Regions from separate parts of the Rattus norvegicus genome. Here region 2 is linked to region 1. A link is a contact called in public Hi-C data. All regions are on one chromosome and are shown on one strand. Each heading gives the region's core, a stretch centred on a gene start, on an enhancer-like site or on the middle of the called end of the contact. The rest is flanking DNA. Distances are from core to core; before and after follow the strand shown.

The links. Hi-C and Micro-C count contacts between places; a contact is called where the count stands out from the background.
Region 2: a contact with region 1 is called in a Hi-C map of frontal cortex, with 1.5 times the contacts expected there. The contact joins two enhancer-like sites. A contact is called at or near these places in 2 of 12 Hi-C or Micro-C datasets (frontal cortex and prefrontal cortex).

The regions. Positions count from the first base shown.
Region 1 is chr9:3,406,249-3,412,464 of GRCr8, forward strand. No RefSeq gene overlaps it. Among named protein-coding and RNA genes, the nearest start is that of Spetex2el9, 57 kb to the left of the region's middle. Within about 2 kb of position 3,808, at least 10 of the 93 cell types and tissues checked have an H3K27ac peak or open chromatin away from gene starts, as enhancers often do.
Region 2 is chr9:3,783,047-3,789,262 of GRCr8, forward strand. The region is part of intron 18 of Tbc1d5 (TBC1 domain family, member 5); the gene reads right to left. Among named protein-coding and RNA genes, the nearest start is that of Plcl2, 260 kb to the left of the region's middle. Within about 2 kb of position 2,340, at least 42 of the 93 cell types and tissues checked have an H3K27ac peak or open chromatin away from gene starts, as enhancers often do.

The DNA of each region.
Region 1 (6,216 bases), core at 2,558-5,057:
ATACTGTGTTATGACCAATCAGCCTTTCCTGCCTGTAAACCCCACCTACCCAACCCACCCCCCAGAAAACCTCTGAGGAAAGTCACACAGCCTGTGGCCAGATTACAGGTTCGGCTTCCTTTTGCCTGAGAAGAACTTGCCAGTTGGTGTTTGGAATTCCTCTTCATGTAAATGAAGCATCCCAGCCCTAGCCAATAACATAGACCTACCCTGGAAATCCCTACCCACTCCCCAAGATCTATACAGCCCTTGGCCACTCCAATACAGTTGATTTGTCTCACTGCAGCTGATTCTGGAGGTCCTCATGTGGTCTAAACTCTGCCCCCTAAAGACTGGATAATATTTCAGTGTGCGGACACAGTGCATCACAACCCTTTCCATTTGGGGTAAGTCCAACTCATTCATTCTTTCATTTAAGCAGGGCCCCAATAAGTAGACTAGGCTTGTCTCAAACTGGTAGTGGTCCTCCTGCCTTTGCCTCTTGTGTGTTTAAAGAAAACAGTCATGTGCCACAACGGCTGGCTCTGACTTTTTCATTCCACTGCCTTATCCTTTTGTTGCCATATAAGAAATTGCCATACGAAATTACAAATGTTAAGTCAAGGAGACTTGTGCGTCTGTATTCTAAGTTTTATCTCCATTTTGAGTTTTATTGCATACATTGCTATATGATAAGAGAAAAGGGTCCAGCTTCACTCTTTTGCCTATGGTAGATCCAGCCTTCTGAGCCCCATTGTTGGATGGTGTTAGACATCCATGGAAAGGATGATTTCCTGGCTGTAGATTATTTCATAGCATGCTAGTATTTACTCCTCATTCTCCTGTAGTGCTGGAGAAATGCGTATCATTTACTCCCTGCCCAGACCTTTCTTTAGAGAACCCATCCACCTCACAGCTCCAGGAAAGGCAATCCCTTGACTCTTGGATGTAGTCGACTACTTCATGGAGACCTACTCAGGTAACGCTGACTTATCATACTTTACTCTGGATATGTGTTACCCACAAAGATCAATTATGAATCCCATTAGCTCTCAAGGGTGGCACTGTGGGAGATAGAGTGTTTGGTGTGGGGCTCTAGTGGAAGGTCTTTAAGTCACTGGGGGAATAACCCAAGAATAAGATCTTTTTCTCAAAAGTCCCATTGATGTATAGACAGAGTTGGTATAAAAGCCTGAGTTTGGCTTCACCTGAGTTCCCTCCCCTCCCCTCTCCATCCTCCTCTCCCTTCCTCTTCTTTTCTCCTTCCCTGTCTCTTTGCTGCTGCTTCCTTAAACAAGATATATCATTCGTCTCCCCATGCATCACATTTTGATACTCACCATGAGGTCCTCAGTCAGAATTGGCAGGTGGCCTTTACCAATTTAACAATAGCAAAGGGTTAATGAAAGCTCTTCTTTCCCAGGGAAAGCAGCAGGCACTGTGTATGTTGATGGCTGCCTTAATACAAGGCTAACTGATGTGTGGCCAGGAGCTGTGTAGAAAGAAGTTTGACAGTGGCAGGAAATTTGAGGGTTGATGCTGCTATAGTGAACTTTGTATAAAGGGAACTGAGGAATTCTGCCATAAATAAACAGAGAAAAGATAGGTGGATTAAACACCAACTGTGGAGAAGTGATTGTTAATTTTCCAGCTTCTCTGAGCCCTTATTTCCTCTCAGTTCTCTGGAATTGTTTTGGGTAGACGTTTTCTCTTCTGCAAACAGTCTTTCCCTGAAGGAGAGAGACCTTGCATTTGTTAGGAAAGATTATTTCTTATATTACTTGTTGATGAAAAGAAATTGTTACTTTTAATAGAACTAAGTCTATTATCACGGTATTTGATTTGGGACCCTTTGTATCTTAATTTTTCTCCTTACTTCAGGGTTATGAATCTATAGTCCCAAATCATCTCCTAAATTGTTTAAATCCTTGTCTTTCATGTTTACATATTTGCTTGATGTAGAATTGATTTCATTGTGTACAGGGGAACATGTTTGTTACAGTATAGATTACCCACAATCCCATCTGTAGCTCCCTGGTTTGGTTTTTGACTTAGGCCTTACATCTATCTAGCTCCTAGTATGTGCAGCTCTCTCTCTAGTTTCTTCTTTCTGTTCTACTGACATTTGCATATTCTTTTGTGTATATCATGCTGACTTAACACTTGTATCACTATTGATGAATAGATTTATCTGGTAATAAGCCCCTCCCCCTTTGTTTCCTTTTGAGACCTCCTTTGCACTCCACCATAGACCAACTACAGGCTGAGGTAAGTGCCTGTCTCCCAATCACAACCTCATGACCATTTCTTACCTTCAGCCTTCCACATACATTTTTCAGAACAAAATTGTTGACATGAAACAAAAGCTTATTATAATTTGTATCAAAGCCATTCTAGTGTAGCAGAGAGAGAACAGACATTTTCACAACATTGAGTCACCTGGCATTCCACAAATCATGAGCCATCATAGTTTTATCTTGTAAATCCATTTCACAGAAGTTTGGAGGTTCTCTCCATCTGGCGTTGCTTGCCTTCAGTAGATTTATCTCTAGGTGCCAAGTGATTTCTAGACTTTTAAAAATGGTGCCTCTTAAGAATTGTGTGTTCTACTTGTGCTAATGTGGGGAGATCCATTTAGCTTTTTCATATTTCTTTGGGTCTTATCTTTTTTGTTTGTTTTTGAGATGGGGGGAAGGGGGAGGTTCTCAGTATAAATCTCTGCCTGGCCTGGACTTGCTGTAGAGACCAGGCTACCCTCAAAAATCACAGAGGCCTGCCTGCCTCTGCCTTCCAAGTTCTGGGATTAAAGACCTATGCCACCATGCCTGGCCTATGTTTTGTCTCCCTTCCTCCCTCCCCCTCCTCCTTCTTTTTAATGTAGTGAACTTCCTCAGCTCTTTCACTCACATTTTTGTGTGAACTCTCTGGCTCTTTGATCTGACCACATAGACTTCACACCAATTTTAAATGAGCGACTATTTTGTTCTACCGTACCCTACTCTTACGCTTTCATTTCTTTGCCATCTACTGGTTATAACCTCTAACATTAGTTGAGCACAAGAATTGCTTTCATTCCATTTTTGCTCTTTTTGACTCCCAAAGTTGTGTTGGTACCATGTTTTGTAGATGCTTAGCCCAGGGAGTGGCACTATTGGGAGGTGTGGCCTTGTTGGAGTAGGTGTGTCACTGAGGCTGTGGGATTTAATACCCTAGGCAAAGCAAGTCTTCTTCTAGCAGCCTTCAGATGAAGATGGAGAACTCTCAGCTCCTCCAGCTCCATGTCTGTCTGGACGCTGCCATGTTCCTGCCTTGAGGATAATGGCCTGAACCTCTGAAACTATAAGGCAGCCTCAATTAAATGTTACTCTTATAAGAGTTGCCTTGGTCATGGTGTCTGTTCACAGCAGTAAAACCCTAACTAAGACAGTTCAGCTCAGAAATGGGAATCATCACATAAGAAATGAGTGTTTAAAAGCTACCTGCTACACCCTCCCAAGAGCAAGTTCTTCAGTGTTTTTCTAATCTCTTATTTAATTTTTGTAGCCACTTGTATCAGTTTCCTGCTTTTCAAGAAAAGAAAATTTCAAGTCATACAAACCAGATGTACAGACGATGACAGTCTGAACACTGCTGACACCCCCAAGTCTCTCTGTTCCACTTGAGGCAGACCCTCTTGGATGCTGTCAGTCCCCTCAGTGTCTCTGAAGGCATGTCACTTTGCTTATGCGTGTGAGTGCCTTTCTTCATACACATCACAACATACCCACGCCTCTGCTCCTTTTTTACTCACTGGCATACACCCTCTGGCTCAGAGATTCTCAAAATAGCCTGTCTGTCCTGGTACAGCTGTCTCCTGAGATTATTTATTGTGCGTGTGTTTGCATGTGTGCACATCCATGCTCATGATTACCCATGCATGTACACGTTCGCTCTGGTGTCTGCAGGAGTCAGTTCTTACTTCTGTGTGAGTCCTGGGGATCGTACGCTCGCCATCTGACTCAGAGATTTTCTGACATCCTTTGTCCTGGTTCTCCTCAGCCTGCTTCATCTGTGCTTGCAAATGGACAGAGGGTTGCTTACTAAGGCTTTGCACTTTTCCTTTCCTGGCACAGTTCTGGGTTTCTCTCCTGCAGGGAGGTGGCGTGCATTTGTAAGATCTCTGCAGCCCTGGGGACAGCTTCAGCAATATCATAGCAAAAGCAGCTTTCATCAGCAGGTGTCTGAAGCCCAGGGCCTGAGATTTCCTGGCTAATTCCTGATTTCAAACAAGGGAGTGATTTCTGCCTGTTTGCTTTGCTTGGTCTGGTCAGCAGAGACCGATTAATTGTTGAATTGAACAAATAAAAGCTTTCTGTAAAGTTTTTGCTGGGCTGGAGCTTTGAGCCTTAGTGCTTCCCACTGTGCCTGGACCAGAGAAGAAGCTTTAAACAAGGTTTTGCCTTATGTTAGCGACATCCGCTTTCTCAGAGTCACTAATGAGAAAGCCTTCATTAGTGACCTGCGGTTTGCTAGTGATGACTTTTAAAGGACGCATTAATTGTTGGTGACTTTTGTCTTCTATAATATCAAATGCGCTTTGCAAACAACACCTTACCAATTGACTATGCTAATGAGAGGACAAACAAAATGTAAACAATATTCCCAGCGTCTGGTTCTTATGGGTGGACTGATGTCTATACGCAGGTGAGGGCAGGCACAAGGTAAGGCAAGGCCTGTGATTGGGCAGTGAAAACGTAAGGTGGGCACAGAGATTTGAAGAGAGGAGAGAGAGAGAGAGAGAGAGAGAGAGAGAGAGAGAGAGAGAGAGAGAGAGAGGAGAGCCAAGATGGAGGAGGAGAAGGACAGCCCAAATCTGTGTGGCCTTGAGGGGACGCAGGTAGTTACGAATATTTCATAAGGGATGGGTTTTTTTACAGGACACTTTGTCTTATCTAGGTGGGCAGTTTATAATAATATTAATTAGTTCAGAGTTTATTGTATGGACAGTTTGTTGGGTGAGGATTTACTGATATAAATCTGGTTGATAATTTACAAGCTTATTGAGCTTTGATGTTAACAGGTTATTGGAAGTTGTGGCACAGGGGCAGATGCTGGAAGTGTGAACAGAGTTCACGGCAGAGTCCCAAGATGGTGGCTGCTGCGCTGGCCAGAGAAGAGTGGTTGGCAGCTTGGGATGGGAACTGGAAACTTAGCAAGTTGGGTTGAGATGCTTTGTTGACTAAGATGCCATGTGGCCCGCTGGAGCTGGCACTAGTGTGGGTTGGTAGATTCTTTTATAATATTTACCACTACACTTATGCTAAGTATCTAGTCAGGAACCTTATAAAAACTGTTGAAATTATGTTTGAGTTTAACAGTCACAACACAGGTCTTTAACACAGGTCTTTAACTTTTTTTTTTTTTTGAAAAGTCTTTAAATGTTACCATTGATTTAGAATTGGCTTAGCAGAGAGGGACAAAAGCCTCAAATTTAAATCTAAGTGTAATTTTCTCTCATGAAGAAGTCCAGGTCTCTACCCAGAACTCCTATGTCCCCTGCCATGGTGACAGGGATCTAGTGCTGCTCTCCTCAGAAATGTGGCTCCTTCACCACACCTCAGGGGCAAAATCCTACCATCTTGTCAGCATTCCTATGTCAGCATTCCTATCAACTGGGAAGTGGAAGAATGCAGCCTCTGCTTTATTTATTTATTCATTTTTGGTTCTTTTTTTTTTTTTTTTTTTTCGGAGCTGGGGACCGAACCCAGGGCCTTGCGCTTCCTAGGCAAGCCCTCTACCACTGAGCTAAATCCCCAACACAGCCTCTGCTTTGAAGATACTTCCCCCAACTTGCTTCTAGTACTTCTGTTTATGTCTCATTGGGCAGAACCAAATCACATAGGATTCTGGGAAATGTAGTTTCTACCGAAGGCAGCCATGTCCCTGTCTAGAATCTGAGAGTTCCGTTGCTAAGGTTGGTTGAGATAATACAGGTAGTAGAGACAAATAGGAGTTGGACATACTTTTGGATAAAATGTGAACTCACTGCTCAATGAAGTCTTGGTCAACCAGATATAGCTTGCTCTCCCCCTTCCTCACGGGTGATTCGTGTTGCTTCTAACCTTTGTTTTGTTTTCCTTTTCTCTAACGTGGAGGACTCCATCCCACCTTTGCACATGCACTTACTGCTGAGATTTAGGAACCCTGGAGTAGATGCTCTGTCACCATGAATGTCTTCATATCTAATATCTAATATCG
Region 2 (6,216 bases), core at 1,090-3,589, 380 kb after region 1:
CACTGTTAAAAGGGCACACTTATTCATTCAAACCTTCATTTTCAGGGGAAAGCTTATTGAGACCCAAGAGGATTGCTCTGGTTGAAGCAGGTGCAAAAGGCCAAGAAGCTCTTATATTTGGCAGTCTGAAATGCAGTTTCTCATCCTTACCGAGGTTGTTGAATGTGAAAAACATTCTTAAAGCCTTCAGCTATCACCCAGAGTTTATAAATAGAAATGGGATCACATGGGAACAAAGGGTGGCTTGCCGCTTATTCTCATCATATTATATAATTGCAATTCTAAAACTGTCAGAAGCCACTTTAATCTCTAGCTTAGTGTCTCGTGCTGTGCACTCCTCCAGCTAACAATGCTCTCCGCAAGGCAGCTTTAGTCACTTGCCTTCATTACCCTGCCTTCTGTGATAAAGAAGAAATGCTTGCCCAATCACCCCGAGGTCATATGAAAACAACCACTTAACGGTCCTGAAAGGAAATGCTCACTGTGCTCACTGAGTTTACTCTTGCTCATATGGTCTACTTCCTGTTATAGGAAGGGATGTGGTGGGGTCATGATGGAATTTGCGAGTAGACATTCCTGGGTTCAAATCCTATTTTTCTTCCATTTATGAGCCAAATAACTTTGAACAAATTCTTTAATTCCTCTTCTTCACACCTCTGTCTGCCAGGAATGGTGGAAGAAGGAAATGAACATGCATGAAGATTACTGGCAGGACATGCACTCAGTAAGTCAAGTCTCACAGTTTCTTTTTAAACAATTAAGCTAAAACAATGAAACAGGCTTAAAGTACAGAATTTTATGACTCACTGTCAGAAAATACTAGTTTCTGATTTCAAAACTTCATGTAGCAAACGATCAATAAAGGACACAAGATCCCAGCATTGTCCTACCTTTGGAAGACAAATTCATATACAAAGCACGAAATGGACACCTAAGGCCAGGCTACCTACAGAGCACAGTGTATTTGGAAGCCCCGTAGGTGAGAATTAGAGGGCAGGGGCTACTTTACTAGAAAAGAAAAAAAGCTAGCATCTAACGTCTTGAAGAGTGACATTAAATTAAATATACTGATATAAATATACAAGCTTTGCATGTATGAACCCATACTCTTCACAACAAGTCTGTACGGTAGATTCTCTCATTTATGTAACAGATATCCCTCTGTCAGCATATTCTCTGGGAGTCTATACTCAGGTTAGCCCTAACCAAGAACCAGGCTACTTGGCCCCCTATCCCATTTCTCCTGTGGGTGCACTCGCATGCACGTTCTATGGCTCTCCTAGCAAATATCTCAGTTTCTTCTAGCACACATTCACCAGCTTTAATGGAGAGTCCTAACTTCTGGTGGCTTACCAAATTATTTCCTTTATAAAATGTTTAGAAATGGTTTAGCATTGCGGCACATTTCACATTCTACTACTCATAGGGTGAGGCAGGATGATTTCTGGGAGTTCAAGGTCAGCCTGGGTTACATGGTGAGAACTTATTTAAAAGATAAAAAAGGCATTTCTACAGGGGCATTAAATTGTCTGAATATTATACAATTTGGTTGTTTATAAAATATATCTTTCTATAATAGCTATATTAAAGCTTCAATAACGTTCTGGTAGTTCTTAACTAGTAGTATAAGGTTTTGTAGTTCATTCTTTATTCACTTACCTATCGACTTGTTTAATAAATACATTCATTTACATTGTGTTAAAGCCTTGTAGAAAAGACAGTAACAGTTGCGATGTGGGCCCCTGGCCTCTATGGCTTTAGAGGAAGACACGGTCTGTGCGTTCTTAAAGCCAAGAAAAGGAGTAGGAAGCTCTGCAGACGCTGTGGTGGGACTCTCCATAGACCTGGAGGAGGGGACAGCTTCCAACATGGAACAAAAGCATGTTTTCTAGATGACAATTCTGAAGGCACTGAAGGAGGAGGAATCAGAAGACATGGAAAAGCATGTTTCAGGAAAGAAGGATCCAGTGTGTGTGTGTGTGTGTGTGTGTGTGTGTGTGTGTGTGTGTGTGTGTAGAGGAGGGGAGTGGCAGGTGAGCAAAGGAAGAACCAGTGACGAAGTCAAGGCACAGAACTGGGAGGAGCAGGAGCTTCAGATGGACAGAAGGCCCTCTCTCCCATTCTTCCTCCCAGTAATATGTTAGATGCTGGGGTCCGACATGCACTCTGCTGTCCCCACTGACCCTAATAAACAGCAGGTTTGAGGGTCACTCATGGGCAGCAGTGACTGCCAGAGCTGTAGCAAAGTGAGGCAAGAAGGGCCCTGGGATGGGTTCTGCTCAGCTTCTAAGAGTGTCCTCAGATCACAAGACAAGCAGACATGGGAGCCAACACTGACAGCAGCAGCAGCAGGAACCAGCCAAAAATAGCAGCTAGAGACAGGAAAGGCACCCAGTCTTGCTCGAACAGATGGGTGAACAAGATGGGAAGCACAGGAAACGGAAAGTCTTGATGAGGAGGAGGAAGGCTGCAGACGCTCCGAGGAAACCGTGGTATACACAGGGTAAAACACACACACAGGCACAGGCACACACACAGGCACAGGCACAGGCACACACACAGGCACAGGCACAGGCACACGCACTTGGTGTGAATGAAACCCAAGCCAGAAGCATATCGCAATAGCCCTGGAAGACAGCATCAGGAAAAATAGAAAAGGAACGCGATGACTACATTTTACACTGCATTAGATCACAGGGTGTGGGTGTGTGAGGCACTTCGGCAGCTGTACTGGAGAATCAGCTAGAATATGAATGCTATAGCCCTAGCATTAGTGTACAAGAGGCCTGCCCCACACAGTATTGATGACTTTAATCAGTCAGCAATTCTTTGAGCCTGACTATAAGGTGGTAATACTATATAGTATGTCCTATGATTATTAGAGGATTGAATTATAGGAGATTCTTAATAAAGGACACAGTTTGACTTAATGAGTACTTTGTAAATGTTAACTTTTTGTTGTTTTATACTATGAGTGTAATCCTAGAAAGTTATCCCAGGGAATCATGGGTGCATATAAAAACAACTGAAGATATTAGTCAAACATCCAAGGACAGCATGTATACACACATGAACCCTATATGTTCTTTAAGAATATTCTGTTGAAGGACAAGTCACAGACATGTAACAGATGACTAATTGGAAAAGTAAGACTGCAGTGGTGAGAAACATGGTAGAATTATACATTGTTTCCTGAATTTTCTACAAGGAGATGGGGTTACATTTTTATAAGAAAATCAGATTATTATGTGAACAACATACTGGGGAAGACATTTTTTGAAAAGCAAAAGGGTTGGCTGGGGAGATGGCTCCGTTGGTGAAGTGTCTGCTGTTCAAGCATGAGGAGCCAGCTTTGGACCCCAGCACCAACTTGCGTAACATGATCCAGCCGTGGCGATACATGGACACAGACCTCTGGAGCTGGCTGGACAACCAGGCTAGCCAAACTCTGTGCGTGCGTGCGTGCGTGCGTGCGTGTGTGTGAATGCGAGCACATGCGCACATGTACAGGAGAGTGGCAGGTGAGCAAAGGAGTAACTATTAATTAAGTCAAGTCAAAGAACTAGAAGCAGCAGAGGCTTCTGATGGGTGGAAAGCCCTCCCTTCCATTCCTCCTTCCGGTAATGTGTTAGGAACTGGGGTTCAGTAAGAAACCCTGCCTCAAACAATAAGGCAGAGAGTGATTGAGGAGGACACCTGACCTAAACATCTGGCTTCTTACACACATGTACATGCAAACATACAACCGTGTATCAGTGAATTTTGTGCTAACCTGCTTTGTGCTTTGGGCGGGTCGCATGCACACACCAGCTCAGGAACTATCTGAATTTGAGAACAGAGCGGAAAGCACTCAGGCATGCACACACACATGCCAGTTAATTTTAAAATGCCTTGGCTACCTCAAAGGCAGGGGACTCCTAAACTTTCTCCTGCTACCCCAGGCCAAATTGGGGAAGTGGCCAGTGGCCACCCACTCACAACTCACATGGCTGGTAGGCTTTACCTCCTGCTGCTTCTGCGTCCCATCCTTCTATCCCGAGTCATAGTGACTCCATTCCTTCCCCTCTGCGTCCTACTCTCGAAACTCTCAGTCTCCCAGCCTGTGCCCAGCTGTTGGCCACTGTCATCTTTGATAGATCAAAAACCAATTGGGGACAAGAACCTTCAGCATCTGGACACACAGATTCCCAATTGAATCAAAGCTTTAGAACCAATCTCCAACCCAGCCTCCCCCAATAAATCTGATTACCACGGGAAAAAGAGATAATAATGGTTTAAAGACCAAAGTTGACTCCAAATCAAGCCAAACACCATTCTCTAAACAATTGTACACCCTAAACGGCACTGAATGATACGAAATATAAGGGGATAATTTGTGAGAAAATAAATACCAAGTAATTAAAATGTTTTGTCTACTATGAAACCTTAAACAGGGTTTGTGTAAGTCTTCCCGACCTACACTGTTAAAGACTGTGTAAAAGCTCTATAAGCACGTTGCACATCTCAGTACACTCTTAGCTCTACTGAAATTCAGCTGGCATAAAAGTGTTATGGACTGCTGGTCTTAAACATTGTATCTGGGAAAATGGTCTCTTCTAGAAAGGCATGTGTTTAAGAGTTTAAATGGCTCTGTTAGAGCTGTGGTTCTATCTTTTAGATCTTCATGTTGTGTTATAATCAGGCAACCTTAATAATCTTTTGTAGCTGCAATCTACTGCCTCTTTTACCACACCAGTGAGCCCAGATGATAGATACATTATTAATGACAGTTTTCCTATTTACCACATTTGTATGTGATCAGACCAATGGATGAAATCACCCAGCCCGCACCAGGGCCTTTCATTTGAGTTTTTCACGGTGCTACTTTCTGGCACCAGAAACAGGCACCCAACACAATGGCTGACCTAGACTGAAAGACCTCGGCTACGGCTGCTTTGTTGTTGTTTTGTTTCACTGTGTTAAGGATAACTGGCCATATGAGGATGAAATATGACACTTCTATCACCAAAGAAGTGACCCCCATAGAAGTCTGCACTGAATCCAAGCCGAGGATCAAGAAATGGAATAAGAAATACCTTGAGTTACAAATGGTAACGTGAGTCAAGAACCAGAGCACTGTGATATTTCTCTTGTTAATATAAATACTAACAGTTATGAAATTTTTGGGGGAAAATGAGAGGGAAAATTCTCTGAGTTATCCATGTCTCTACCACGTTGATTTCTAGGAACCCTATCTCTCAGTAATACCAATTCTATTATCTTTGAAAAATTGCTATTGGCCTTGGAAGATGTCAGACTGATTCCTGCTATACTAAGTACTTGCACAGCACACAAAACCTTTAAGAACATTAATTTATTCCTAAATCTTTCCTGAGTGCCAGATATAACACCTGATTTAGAGAATACTCAGAGAAATAAGGCCTATGACAGCTTCCAAATGAATTCAATGACACTGCCACATTTCATGTAGAAACAGCAGCTATGAACCAAGAAGGAAACCCACCACCTCCTAATGTTTCTGCAGGGTTGGGAAGGGGCTTGCATTTGCTTTAAGAGCTGAATGCTTTCAGATGTGACTAAAGATGTGATGTACTTCAATTGAGACCAGAAAGAACTGTAAAGTTTGTGGTCATGTGAATCATTTTGTTTAGAAAAGACAGGAGAGGAAAACAACAAAGATGTATAAGGCAGCATGCTTTACTTAAGAGAACACGAGAACTGTGTACCCGTAAGGCTAAAGAGAAGCTGGGGAAGGACTTATAATGAAACTGTCCAGAGAAAGATCATCAAAGGCTCCACAGGCCATTCCTAACCCTCAAGATGGGGCCGTGTAGAGTTCTGATGGGAAGTCAGAAACTATGATTCAGACATAGACAGTAAGCAAAATGGTGCATGGAATACTTTGGATGAATTTCTTAACTGAATGGATTTACTCTAACTAATGAGATTATTGCTCACTAAGAACAAAAACATTACACAGCATATCTTTCTATATTTTTTCTCATCTAGCATGCTAAACTCAGAAGGCAAATGCAACTCAATATAGTTACTTGTATTGTAATGCTTGCTTTGAAACTGTGAATTGGTTCCAGTGAGAATTATGTATCAAGCAACAGCTAAGATATATTGATTTTCACATTTCCCAATTCATAATGTCATTCTCAAGAAATGGCAGACAATCAAACTACATGTAGCTGAAACCAAGAATGCACAAAA